Linked DNA regions of Hordeum vulgare: region 1 is linked to region 2. The links are chromatin contacts, called in public Hi-C maps. All regions are on one chromosome and are shown on one strand. The core of a region is the stretch at or near the end of the contact, and the rest is flanking DNA. Distances in the headings are between cores, read along the strand shown. Region 1 holds the start of LOC123448855 (COBRA-like protein 7). Region 2 holds the start of LOC123448853 (exonuclease DPD1, chloroplastic/mitochondrial-like).

What was found. A called contact is a pair of places that touch in the nucleus more often than the background predicts.
Region 1: a contact with region 2 is called in a Hi-C map of seedling, with 4 times the contacts expected there. The contact joins the promoter of LOC123448855 here to the promoter of LOC123448853 in region 2. A contact is called at or near these places in 1 of 6 Hi-C or Micro-C datasets (seedling) and 1 of 1 datasets of contacts at active chromatin or transcription factors (embryo).

What each region holds. Positions count from the first base shown.
Region 1 is chr4H:438,451,022-438,454,394 of MorexV3_pseudomolecules_assembly, reverse strand. It overlaps LOC123448855 (COBRA-like protein 7), which reads left to right and starts at 1,359. Exons shown (of 1, transcript XM_045125883.1): 1 at 1,359-3,373. The coding sequence starts at 1,633.
Region 2 is chr4H:437,696,764-437,700,116 of MorexV3_pseudomolecules_assembly, reverse strand. LOC123448853 (exonuclease DPD1, chloroplastic/mitochondrial-like) reads left to right here and starts at 1,335. Exons shown (of 4, transcript XM_045125880.1): 1 at 1,335-1,662.

The DNA of each region.
Region 1 (3,373 bases), core at 110-2,609, 750 kb before region 2:
GAGTATGGACACTTTTGTAAATTCCAATTATTTTATACAAAACACCAATAAATTTATTCAGGATTTATAATAATAATATTTTTCCAATAAAAACATTTTTCGTCACCATTTAAAAGATGTTGAAATTTTAAGAATGTTCCTGCTTTTCAAATGGATGTTTATGATGTTTTAATAAATGCACCATACAATGGGAAAAATCTTCACATTCAAAGAAATGTTTGTGATAATTTTTTTAAAGAAACTTCACACATTTGAGAAAAATCATGACATTTTCTAGAATTGTTTTTATGCAATGTAAAGAAAATGTTCGCATAACTTAAAAAAAAATCATACCATTAAGAAAAATGAGCAGTTGGAATTTGTAAAATATTTACCATGTTTCTAAAAAAAAATGCTCGGGCCTATATTTGAAAAAAATTCCGTCATGCATTTAAAAAAGGTTAATGTGTGTTAAAAATGTTCACCATGTATCTTAAAAAAAATATAGTGTGCATTACAAAGTGGAAATGTATTTGCAAAAAATGGCACTCCCTCTGTAAATTAATATAAAAACATTTAGTGTTCTAAATACTTTATATTAGTTTACAAGGGAGTACAACTGTATAAGGGTACTGAGTTGGGAACGAGTTGCATGTCCAGTGTGGACAAGCAACTATATCAGGCATGAGTTGGATGTTTGACTTGACATGTAACTGAGTCGGCTGAATTTACATGTTGAGGTTGGACGTGGAACTAAATAGGGGTTGGAGCAAGTTGACTACGAATTTAGATGTGAGATAGTTATTTCTCATGTAGATTTGAAATAGCAAATGTATTCAAAATATTTCAAAACTTGTCTCACAAAAAGGTTTCATCATCAAACCATGCAAACGTGTTGCGACGATCCGTATGTTGAAATCAATCAACTGATTTGCTACCTTGTGTCAAGAAAAAAAAAACTATTTTCCTACCTGCATTTTTCCAGTTGCCATGCATGAAGCGCTGAAAGGCCCACAAGCATCCTGGGATCCCCTGAATCCCTGGTCGGCTCTGGTTTCGACGGACCTTCGCAAAGCTCACATGAGAGACACACATGGCCGGGCCCCATCCCACCCCGCCGCACAAAACGAAACGACAGAACACGAGCCATCCATTCCGGCGCACGCTAGAATCGGACGGCCAGCACGCGCGCGACGCCGGTGGAAACCCTACCGTTGGCACAGTCTCCGCCGCCGCGCGTCAGCACGTCACAAGTACTCTACTACCATCTGTGTCCGGGCCGGGCCCGCGCTTCCTTGACCCCGAAGCCCGCCCGTCAATCAATCATCGGGGCACGCTCCTCCCCTCTCCCCGACCTCGCCTCCTCTCCGGCCGGCGTCGCTTTCCACGCCCTTTTGTTCAAACCGAGAAAACCCCGTCCATCTCTGCCTGCCTTCCCGAAACTCGGAAAATAAAACAACGCGGACACGGAGGGAGCGAGGAAGCAGCAAAGCAAGCCGCGGTCGCACGCACGCCGCCCCGCCAGTTCAAACCCACCACCCCCCTCGTCTTCCCCAGCTGTGCCACGCGCTTTCCAATCGCCTCATCTATCTGCTGCCTCGCCCCGCCCTCCCTCGCTCCCCCCAAATCGCCTCCTCCCTTGCCGATCCAGCCATGGTCGGCTCGATTGCCGCCCAGGCCGTGGTCATCGGGGCCATCCTGCTGCTCGCGGGGCTCGCGGCCGCCCAGCAGACGCCGAGGGCTCCCGCGGCGGCGGTGGCGCCCGCGCCCGACCCCGGCTGCAACGGCATCCAGCTCACCTACATCCTCCAGAGCCGCGAGAAGATCCGCCCCTTCGTCAGCGACAGGAACAAGCAGCCTTACTCCTTCAAGGCCAACGCCTCCGTGCTCAACGGCGGCACCCGCCCGCTCCGCTCCTGGGCGATGCTCGTCACCTTCGGCCACGACGAGATCCTCGTCGGCGTCGGCGGCGCCGTGCTCACCGGCGGGGCAGAGCTGCCCTACAACACCACCGAAGCCGCCGGCAACGCCACCTCTTTCTCCGGTTACCCGCAGACGGACCTGCTCACGCCAATTGCCACCGCCGGGGACATGACGCAGATCCAGGCCTCGGTCGGATTGGTCGGCACGCTCTTCGCCGGCCCTCTCGGCCTCGTGCCGGATCCGCTGCCCACCGCCTTGTCGCTCGACGACCCGGACTACAAGTGCCCGGCGGCGACCAATGTCACCGCCACCATGTTCACCACCTGCTGCCTCCTCACACCCGAGGCCGAGGCCAACGTCACGGTCATCGACGCCAACTCCACAGACCCCACCAAGAGCTTCCTCCCGCGCGGCACCGGCGACCTCGTCATCACCTACGACGTCGTCCAGGCATACCCCACCAGCTACCTGGCGCTCGTCACGCTCGAGAACAACGCCAAGCTCGGCCGCCTCGACAACTGGCGGCTGTCGTGGGAGTGGCGGCGCGGCGAGTTCATTTACTCGATGAAGGGCGCACACCCCTTGGCGGTGGACGTCAGTAACTGCATCTATGGCGCACCAGGCCAGTACTATCAGAGCCTGGATTTCTCCCAGGTGCTCAACTGCCAGAAGAAGCCCGTCATCCTTGACCTGCCGCTGTCCCGGTACAATGACACCCAGATGGGGAAGATCGAGCATTGCTGCAGGAATGGCACCATCCTGCCCAAGTCCATGGACGCGGCTCAGTCAAAATCGGCCTTCCAAATGCAGGTGTTCAAGATGCCACCGGATACCAACCGGACCATGCTCTTCCCACCGGCCAATTTCAAGATCTCTGGCGGCTCGTCGCTGAACCCAGACTATGCCTGTGGCCAGCCAGTGCCTGTCAGCCCCACCGGGTTCCCTGATCCCAGCGGGCTCGACTCTACAACGCTGGCGGTTGCGACATGGCAGGTGGTGTGCAACATTACCACGGCCAAGGGGGCCAAGCCCAAGTGCTGTGTCACCTTCTCGGCTCACTACAACGACTCAGTCATTCCCTGCAACACGTGTGCATGCGGTTGCCCCTCGAACCGCCGGGGTCCTACCTGCAGCACGACTGCCCCATCCATGCTCTTGCCACCGGAGGCGCTGCTTGTCCCGTTCGACAACCGTACACAGAAGGCGCAGGCATGGGCTCAATTGAAGCACTACAATGTGCCTAGGCCAATGCCTTGCGGTGATTTCTGTGGTGTGAGCATCAATTGGCATGTCTCATCAGACTTCAACAAGGGCTGGAGTGCTCGGGTGACATTGTTCAATTGGGGCGATGTCGACATGGCCAACTGGTTCGCTGCCATGGTCATGGACAAGGCGTATGATGGATTTGAGAAGGCATACTCTTTCAATGCAACAGCAGAGGGCAATAACACAATCTTTATGCAGGGCCTTG
Region 2 (3,353 bases), core at 86-2,585:
ATATGGGCATCCAGGTCCCGCTATTGGATATTGACCGAGGAGTCTCTCGGGTCATGTCTACATAGTTCTCGAACCCGCAGGGTCTGCACACTTAAGGTTCGACGTTGTTTTATGCGTATTTGAGTTATATGGTTGGTTACCGAATGTTGTTCGGAGTCCCGGATGAGATCACGGACGTCACGAGGGTTTCCGGAATGGTCCGAAACGAAGATTGATATATAGGATGACCTCATTTGATTACCGGAAGGTTTTCGGAGTTACCGGAAATGTACCGGGAATGACGAATGGGTTCCGGGAGTTCACCGGGGGGGGGGGGGGCAACCCACCCCGGGGAAGCCCATAGGCCTTGAGGGTGGCACACCAGCCCTTAGTGGGCTGGTGGGACAGCCCGAAAGGGCTCTATGCGCCAAGAAGAGAAAATCAAGAGAAAAGAAAAAAAAAGGGGAGGAGGTGGGAAGGAAGGGGGACTCCCTCCCACCAAACCAAGTCCAACTCGGTTTGGGGGGGGGGGAGTCCTCCCCCCTTGGACTCGGCCGACCCCCAAGGCAAGGTCCCCTCCCTCCCACCTATATATACGGAGGTTTTAGGGCTGAATTGAAACGACTTTTCCACGGCAGCCCGACCACATACCTCCACGGTTTTTCCTCTAGATCGCGTTTCTGCGGAGCTCGGGCGGAGCCCTGCTGAGACAAGGTCATCACCAACCTCCGGAGCGCCGTCACGCTGCCGGAGAACTCTTCTACCTCTCCGTCTCTCTTGCTGGATCAAGAAGGCCGAGATCATCGTCGAGCTGTACGTATGTTGAACGCGGAGGTGCCGTCCGTTCGGTACTAGATCGTGGGACTGATCGCGGGATTGTTCGCGGGGCGGATCGAGGGACGTGAGGACGTTCCACTACATCAACCACGTTCACTAACGCTTCTGCTGTACGATCTACAAGGGTACGTAGATCACTCATCCCCTCACGTAGATGGACATCACCATGATAGGTCTCCGTGCGCGTAGGAAATTTTTTGTTTCCCATGCGACGTTCCCTAACACATTTATCCTACATGCCACTTCTAAAATAACATCATTGTTCATGTCTTTGCTACCTATGCTACTCCACTCTTATCCACCATCCTCGATCTCGTGTGACGGAAAGTTCCTCCTTTGTGGGCTTTTCAGCAACACACCCTCCTGCTGAGGTGAGGCCCATGTGCCGGCATGGCATGGCCCGCTTATAAATAGGCTGCTGCGGGCTGTGCTGGGCTAGGCCCATTTAGTCACGCGCCGGACCCATGCTAGCCCGTTGGCCACCTATGCTCCCACCCCACGCCGCAGAGTGGCCATTTGCCGGAGCGCCACTCTCACCCCCCCCCCCCCCACCCCACGTTCCCACGCCTGAGGTGCGGTTGATCCGCCAACACCGGGCGCCCTCTCCGTCCCGCCCTCCGGTTGTCCCGAAGCTCCACTCTCTCCCGTCACCTCCACCGCTCCTCCCATCCACGCCGCACACGCCTCTCCCGCCCGCACGCCGACAAGCCTTCGCATCTCCGCAAGGCATATACCTTTCGTGCTCGCCTGCTTGCTTGCTTTCCCTTCCTTCTTGTTCCCAATTTTACCAGCCGCGGCGCTCTTTCGCCATCCCATTGGATCTTGGTCAGCCGGCCGGATGCTCAGGTACCTCCCCTTCGTTCTCCGTGCTCATTGATTCGCTGTTTTGGTTCGTTTCCTGGTGAGGCATTTCGTCGAGCAGTGCGGCTGCGTTGCCGTGGGTGGTGTTGAGCCTTGTTGAAACAGTGTGCTTGAGCTTTTAGGCGTTTCCGTTGCCGTGTTGATGCACCATGGTCCGTCTTATACTGTTTGGGGGCTTTGGTGGCGCGGGTCTGTTCCTCTTGAGTAGATGAATTATCAGGTTTCTTTTCCTAGTTTTGAAGGCCCATGGAAGGAAGTGTCGCCGTGGACGAATTTACGGTTGCCACGCTTACCCGTAGCTGTGGAGTTTCCAGTACATGCTGTTATCCAGTAGTTAGTACTTTTGGTATAAATGTATATCCTGGCATCTGTTATTAAGAACGGGACAATATTTCCATTTGCAAAGTTGTACAGAAAAACTAAAAGTCTAAAACATTTTTTTGTTTTGAAAAGGGGATAGCCCCGGCCTCTGCATCATAGTGATGCACAATGAGGTTATCAATATCCATAGCAATGACGATGGACCTTAATATGTCCTGTGCTGGTTCTTGGATTTCCTTTAGTTTGTTTGGTAATGGTGTTGTCATAGAACCGCAAGCTGCACGTGAATGTAGGAAGGATTTCAGGGATCAAAGCCTAAAGCATTTCGGTTATCAAGCATTGTTGTTGGCTGTTGGGATTATCTTAGATTGTACTGTATAATGGGAGCTTGATAGTGTTTTACATACATGGTAGTATCATGTAGAATTTTTACCATGAGATTCGCTAGTAGATGTATTTTTGTAATGAAGCACATTTGGCCATACCGGTGTAAATGTGCAATATATTTAGCATACTTACTATGCACTAGCATTGGTAATTTCACGCACAAGAAGTAAAGAATCAATGGTGATCTTAATTTTTCATTTCGGTAGCTATAAGCACAACTTTCATTTTGGATAATTATCTTAGTTAACATTATTTGTACATCAGGCTGCTGAATATTTTATATTAATAGGCTGCTAGCTGCCCGGTGTTAATGAACTACAAGCTTCAGAAAATATAAATTTTGTGCCTGCATTCTAGGAAATCACTTCAGCAGCCCATTTGCACTATGTCCTACACAAGCTGTTTGAAGAAACATCCCATGAGACTCATCTTTCCATATGCCAATTCCATCCTTCGAGCGTCTTTGGAGAAAGGCTCCCCACAAAAGTTACTGATGGACTATAGCACTATGCGCCATTTTACCACATTTTGCCCTGATTACAGAACATATGTTCTCCTCCTCAGAGCTTGTTCAAAATGTTCAGACATCTATGCTACCATGCAAATTCACTCACATCTCACTAAAGTTGGGTTGTTACGTAACCAAGATATAATAGCTCCACTTTTGAGGTTGTATATTGATCATGATCGCATGATGGAAGCATGTGAGCTGTATTGGCCAATGCTTGAGTGGAGTACTGATCCTTTCCATGGTAATTTGATGCTTATGGGATTCCTGAAGGAAGGACAGCTAGACAAGGCATATCAGATTTTCAAGAGGATGCCTGTCAAGGACCTGGTCTCATGGAATTCAATGATTGCAGGTGCAGTAAGGACCTCCCATCTGAAAGATGCAATGAATCTTTTCAGCAGGTTGGTCAATTCAGGCCTTGTGCCTGACGGTTTTTCATTCTCTTCAGTCCTCTCTG